Linked DNA regions of Triticum aestivum: region 1 is linked to region 2. Evidence: chromatin contacts called from public Hi-C data. All regions are on one chromosome and are shown on one strand. Each heading gives the region's core, a stretch centred on a gene start, on an enhancer-like site or on the middle of the called end of the contact. The rest is flanking DNA. Distances are from core to core; before and after follow the strand shown. Region 1 holds the start of LOC123122646. Region 2 holds the start of LOC123122644 (wall-associated receptor kinase 2).

Evidence for each region. A called contact is a pair of places that touch in the nucleus more often than the background predicts.
Region 1: a contact with region 2 is called in a Hi-C map of leaf, with 3 times the contacts expected there. The contact joins the promoter of LOC123122646 here to the promoter of LOC123122644 in region 2. A contact is called at or near these places in 1 of 5 Hi-C or Micro-C datasets (leaf) and 1 of 1 datasets of contacts at active chromatin or transcription factors (leaf).

Annotation. Positions count from the first base shown.
Region 1 is chr5D:450,191,964-450,195,304 of IWGSC CS RefSeq v2.1, forward strand. LOC123122646 reads left to right here and starts at 1,302. Exons shown (of 13, transcript XM_044542936.1): 1 at 1,302-1,681; 2 at 2,418-3,056. The coding sequence starts at 2,453.
Region 2 is chr5D:449,969,873-449,973,368 of IWGSC CS RefSeq v2.1, forward strand. It overlaps LOC123122644 (wall-associated receptor kinase 2), which reads left to right and starts at 1,484. Exons shown (of 2, transcript XM_044542930.1): 1 at 1,484-2,611; 2 at 2,757-3,496. The coding sequence starts at 1,507.

The sequences.
Region 1 (3,341 bases), core at 52-2,551, 220 kb after region 2:
TTATGCTAAGCTAACAGATGGGTCTTGATGTGATCCCGTAATCAAATGACAACTCATGTCCATGGTTAGGAAACCTTAACCATCTTTGATCAACGAGCTAGTCTAGTAGAGGCTTACTAGGGACACGGTATTTATTTATGTATTCACACATGTATTTAGGTTTTCGATCAATACAATTATAGCATGAATAATAAACCTTTATCACGAATAAGTGAATATAAAATAACAATTTTATTATTGCCTCTAGGGCATATTTCCTTCATAGCGCTACAACACGATGCAGAGGACCAGCTGCTCATCGTTGTCTGCCTCCGCCTCCCGAACGAGGGCGTCCCAGTCGATGGGATCGTCCTCGCTGTCGGATCCCACGCCGACGCCACTGCCAAACATTGTGGGGAGAGGGAAGGGGAAGAGACAGAGAGTGGAGCGGAAGTGAGAGAGTGAAGCTAGGGTTTGATCTGGGTGTGGATATTTTTCTAAGAAATGGGTGTGGATATTTGTGGGATAGAATGGGGTTCGTGAGGGCTAGGGTGGGCCGAGCTGACATAATGGGTGCGTCTGGGCCTTGCATATCCACCCATATATGGGCAGGAGTGCCGATTAGTTCAGCGTATAGGGGCCTTTTGAGAAGACCAGTTAGGTCGAACAAACATGACCGATCACTGATCGGCCCGTCCTTGCGGTCAGTATAGGGAGTCTGAAGTAAATTATACTTGTATTTCATAATATCGCAACACACAGAAAAAAAACCCAAAGGTACATGTGAAAGAAGCCGTGCGCCCTCGATGATTTGATGTATGGGGAGTAATGCTACATCTCTAAAAGGGTTACTTAAATTTTATTATAGGCGTAATAGAGGATGAAAGGGCCTACCTCTATTAAATTCAGCAGGAGAGAGTTTTTCTAGTACAATGTAATTGAAGTTGTTTACATACAAGTGAGCATGCACTCATCCTATATATATAATCGCACGCATCCACCTTATGAGCATCTCCGAGAGACTGAAACACATAGCATGTTAAGATTGATGAAGTCATCATAGACGCCTCATAATCGATGGAACATCTCCTTCAACTGAACAAACATCATCGAAAAATCTGAAATAAATAAAAAATACGAGTATCAGTGTTAAATTTAGGACTTAACCCTGATGGCCTCGAGATATACTACTAGTTGAGGGGTGGGTGTCCCTGCTCCGTCATCATTTGGCTGCGTGGCCAGGCCACCCGTCTTTGGCCCCAGAGTTATGACGAAATTACCCATGTTTGCCACTGTGAAAATCCTAATCGGTGCCCAGTCCGGCAGGCCCCGTCCCCGTCCAGCGTCCACGCAATAGTCAACGCAGACGCAGTCCCCATTTCTAGGGTTCTCGTCCGCCGTCCAGCGGCTGGCCACCGGCGCGCCCCCACGTCGCCGCCGGCGGGCCGCCGCAAGACCGCCGTCGGCCGCCTCCACCCCCTCATCCACCTCCATTCGCTCCGGCCTCCTCTCCTCCGCTCCGCGGCCACCCCCGTCCACCTCGACCACAGTGACCGGCCGCCGCAGGAGCTCGACCAAGACGACGGGCCGCCGCAGGAGCTCCACCCCCGCACCGCCTTCGCCGTCTCTCTTCTTTCGCTCGGCCTCCCTGTGCCGGCCGGCTCGACCACGACGGACGGCTCCGTAGCAGTTCGACTCTGAGGTAAAAAAAAGCATTTCTTTTGTGTGCTGTACATGGCCTAGGTAGCCATTTGATGTCCCTGTGCACCCCTGGCTGTTCTCAGACTTGTGCTGTTGCCATGCAGTCTAGTTGCTGGTCATGTGCAATACGAGGTCCTGCAAAACATTTGGGTTTGTTGCTACAGAATTTTGTGCGAGTTTGTTTTCTGTTTCCATTTGTGTGCTCAACGTACTGATGCATTGATCCATGAGAATGCTCCTTTGATATGCCGAAATTCCATAATGATCAACATAGCCGCATAATTAGTCAATTATGTTTGTATTAGTGTTCTTATAGGAAAATTTTCATTCTCATTCATATGCAATGACTCGAAAATTCCATTGAATAATTAACTAGGTAATTTGTCGAATAGCTGTATTTATAAACTAAGTCAACCTCTAATATTGTTCTTCTCATTAAATAGTATGCAACCAATCTTTCAGCTTTTGCGGGTATTTCAGAAATTTACCCCACAGCCACATTTCAGACAGCTGGTTTGCCAAATGGTTTTACAGCTTTCTCACAGCACACAGCCTGCACAGCTTTTCCACAGCACATCTCCCGCAGCTGCTTTCAGAAAATCCACAGCCTAACCATACACGACCCAAGTCGCACTGCTTACGCATCGCAAAATTAAACAAATTCTCTGTTTGATACCGTGCTCCTTGACCAAATATCTGACCCCCCCCCCCCTCTGCTTCTGATTGCGTTATTCTAGGTGCCCTGCCTAGTGCGTTGATTCTGCGGAAGCGGATGGCCAATACCCGGTCAGGAGGGGCGAACAATGAGGGAGCAGGGGGCACCAGTGCAAGGAAAGGCAGCGCCGCCACCAATGCAAAAGACCCCATGTCTGCAACGACCTCCACCTCGTCTGCCAGTGGAAGGGAGTCTAGAAGCTTGTCCACACGTGAAACAAGCGATGAGCAGAAGCCAAACCTCAGGAGGTCGAAGCGAGAAACAAAAGGAAAGAATCCCATTTTGACCACCAGTTCTGCCTCTACACCTGTTTCGCAGAAATCTATTAGGGGCAGGAGCAACCCCAGCACACCTGGTACCCCGAAAACGTCAGCAAGGAAGCTAAAAGGGTCGACGAGGAAAGCTAGTACCCCAAGAACGTCCGACAGAGTAAAGAAAAGTACTGTTTCAGCTTCTACTGATTCAAATGATTCAAATGGAGTTTCTAGTCCAGTGGCTACTCCCGACAAAACCGTAAAAGGAGAAATTGATGAACATAACTCAACAAAGAATGATGCTTCCGAGAGTGGTACTATGCCATTGAAGAAGCAGAAAAGGCTAACCGCACAGAGCTATACAAATCCCTTCAAGACATCTTCTGAAGAATATGAAAAATCCCCTGGTACTTGATTTCCCTGTGACTTTGAGCTCATGTTTTGCTTTTCCAATTAACTGGGATGATAGTCACAGTTTAGTTTGCCTGTTTCATTATCACGATTGACCTGTTTGTTCTAAATAGCCATTTCCAAGACTTTGCTTTTTGCTGCATATGATGTAGGTTCATCTTAGATAGCTGAAGGCGTAAAGCTTAAAGTGTTCTTGTGACAGATTTGGTCAGGATGAAGTGTTACTAGCTTGCTGCATGCTCTAAAAACAATGCAAGACGTTCCATGCAAAGCACTTTTGT
Region 2 (3,496 bases), core at 234-2,733:
GCGGTTGCGCGCCTGTTGAAGATGCTCTTAGTAATGAGCTTTCCACGCCCTGGATTTTGTAGGAATTACTCCCTCCGATCATTTTTAGTTCGCATATAAGATTTATCTGAAGTCAAGCCTTGTAAAGTTTGACCAATTTTATAGAAAAAAAATGCCAACATTCACAATGTGAAAACAATATCAGCAGATGCGTCATGACTTAATTTTCATATTGTATAACTTTAGCATGACAGATGTTGATTTTTTTTCATATAAATATGATCAAACTTTATGAAGTTTGACTTCAGATAATTCTTATATGCAGAGTAAAAAAGACCGGAGGGAGTATTAAGAATTACTGGAAATGATAAAATGAGCTAAAAGCTCGATAATTCCCACATATCTCGTCCAGTTCGCAGGGAGAACTCGTTCGGACCTAGAGGATTTGATTTAGTCCACCAGGGTCCCGCCTAAACTGTAGCATCACGTACGCTTGGGTTGTCCTTATTTGTGAAACTGCCCAACCGCAAACTGGTCCACCTCTTCGCTGACTGTTCCTATTGACGCTCGATTTGGTCCATGGCTGTTGCGCGTTTCAAACTTCCCACCGCTGCCCCTGAAACCATCAACACCAGACCCCTTCTATGGTTGTTGGTGGAGGGATGAACGCCAATTCTTTCTAACCTCATAAGTTGTGTGAGCCATAGAACACCATTTGCTTCCCTCTTTGGTGTCAATTTCGTAGAAGATGAACTGAAGACTCTTTAAGAGTTGTGCCAAATCATCGGGTATGACTTTTTTTTAGCTTGCTATATCAATGAGATGACTTGTAAACTTCTTCGGTTCGAGTGGACCGATTGGCAACCACCATGAAGTTTTGGTTTCTTTTCATCTAACCTTCAGAGCCTTCATATAACTCTTGGAGCCTTCATATATGTTCTACTATATTTTCCTTAATAACCTAATAAAATACAACGCTAGTGTTTCTCATTAAAAAAAACGGGAGCATCATAGGGCAAAAACGCTAAGGCAGAAATTCTTTAGATAACAATAAGGGACATCAATCTATTACCCACTACAAAAATGGGGTTGTTGGTCATCTTGAAACCGTAATTTGAACATTGATCTTACGTACAAATCAAGTTTGACCATTAACAAGAAAAGTTGATTTAAAATATGAAAACATATATGTATTCTTTTAGATAAATTCGCACTTGTAATTTTGGAGAATCCAATTTAAGTTGTACTTATGTTTTTGAATAGTCCAACTTGGGCATCTGTACTGATATTCTTAGCAAGAAAAAAATCATATAATTTTTTTGCTCGGTCCTTGTATGAGATATTTCTTGTTAGTAGATAAAGCCAAGCTTCCATCCCCTGTACGGATAGTAACGCATGCACCTGCACGGATATTTCGGTCAGTCAACGCTTGAATAGTAACGCATGCACCTCCACGGATCGATATATTTAGCAGAGTACGCAGTGGGTGGGTATCGACGGTGTATACGCGCGCACGCAGAAGATAGGATGAAGCTTCCGGCGGCGGCGCTGTTGCCCTTTCTGTTGCAGCTCTCCCTCGTGGCCGCGGCGGCGGCTCAGGTCACCGGAGCTGCGCCGGGCTGCCCGACCATCTGCGCTGGCGTGAGCGTGCCGTACCCATTCGGCATCAAGGAAGGGTGCTACTTGCCGGGCTTCAACCTCACCTGCGACCGGAGGAACGGCCAAGAGCGGCTGCTCATCGGCGGCGCCGGGAGCACCCTCGAGGTCATGGAGATCTCACTGGCCAAATCCACGGTGCGCGTCAGGAACACCGCTGGCGCCGTGCAGCTCGAGGGCAGCAGGGTAAGCGGCCCTACCCGAGCCGTCGGCACGTGGGGCGGCCTTGGCGCCGGCGCCGCCGGCGGCCCGTTCGTGGTGTCGGCATCGCGCAACAGGTTCGTGCTCACCGGGTGCAACGTGCTGGCCAAGCTGATCGGGGACAGGGACAACGTCATCGTCGGCTGCTCCGCCTTCTGCGCCGTCACCGACGGGCTGAACAACACCGTCTCCGCCGAGGACGTCGCCGAGTGCGCCGGCGTCGGCTGCTGCAAGACGCCCATCACCATCGGCCGTCCCTACTACCGCGTTAATTTCACGGGGATGGACCCGGCCCAGGAGATGGACTCGTTGCTGGCTACGGTTTCGGTGCGCGTCGCGGAGACGGGCTGGTTCGACACGTCGGCCGCACGCGCGAACTCCTCCCGCGGGACGACGGCGATGCCCTTGGTGCTGGAGTGGGTGCTGGACTCCAAGCGGCTCCGGCAACCTCGGGATCCCCCGGGGTGGGCGGCAACGGGCTGCCCCAATGACGCGGGGTCGAGCGAGTGCCGGAGCAGCCACAGCTCATGCAGCAACGTCACCAACAACTACCGCACTGGCTACGTGTGCCATTGCCAGGAGGGCTACGAGGGCAACCCGTACCTCGCCGGCGCCGGAGGATGCCAAGACGTCAACGAGTGCGCGCGGCCTGATAAGTTCATGTGCTCCGGCGTGTGCACCAACACGCCCGGAGGGTACCACTGCGTGTGTCCGCCCCGCTCTCGTGGCGACCCTCGGATCAAAGATGGCTGCCTCAAATCATCCCTAAGTCTAGGTGAGAATATACAACACCATTGATGGTACATAGTATGGGAACATAGCATGTGAGATTGCACACCAGGAGACATAGAATGTTCCTCTGCTTCATATCAGGGAATTTTCCTGAACCATGACACATTTTCTCTGACATTTCTTTTCAGGTTTAAGTATCGGCATAGGAATCGGCAGTGGTGCTGCCCTTCTTTTCTTGGTGCTTGGTGCCATTTTTGTGACCCGGAAGCTGAAGCGTCAGAGGGCAAAAGTATCCAAGCAGAAATTCTTCAAGCAAAACAGGGGACATCTACTAGAGCAATTAGTGTCGCAAAAGGCAGACATCGCTGAGAGGATGATCATCCCCTTGGTGGAGCTGGAGAAGGCAACCAACAACTTCGACAAAGCTCGTGAGATCGGCGGAGGAGGTCATGGCATGGTGTACAAAGGGATCATGTCAGACCTTCACGTCGTGGCGATCAAGAAGTCCAAGGCCGCAATCCAGAAGGAGATCAACGAGTTCATCAACGAGGTGGCAATCCTCTCGCAGATAAATCATCGGAACGTGGTGAAGCTCTTCGGGTGCTGCCTCGAGACAGAGGTGCCGTTGCTAGTATATGAGTTCATCTCCAACGGGACACTTTACCATCATCTTCATGTCGAAGAACCTGAAGCTTCATTGCCATGGGTGGATCGGCTAAGAATTGCAACAGAGACCGCAAGAGCTCTCGCGTATCTTCACTCGGCCGTGTCATTCCCTATAGTCCACAGGGATATCAAGTCTCAAAACATTCTGTTAGATGGCACTCTCATAGCAAAGGTGTCCGATTTTGGAGCTTCAAGGTGCATTCCGCTAGATCAAACAGGGGATGAAACCGCCATCCAAGGGACATTTGGGTACCTAGACCCT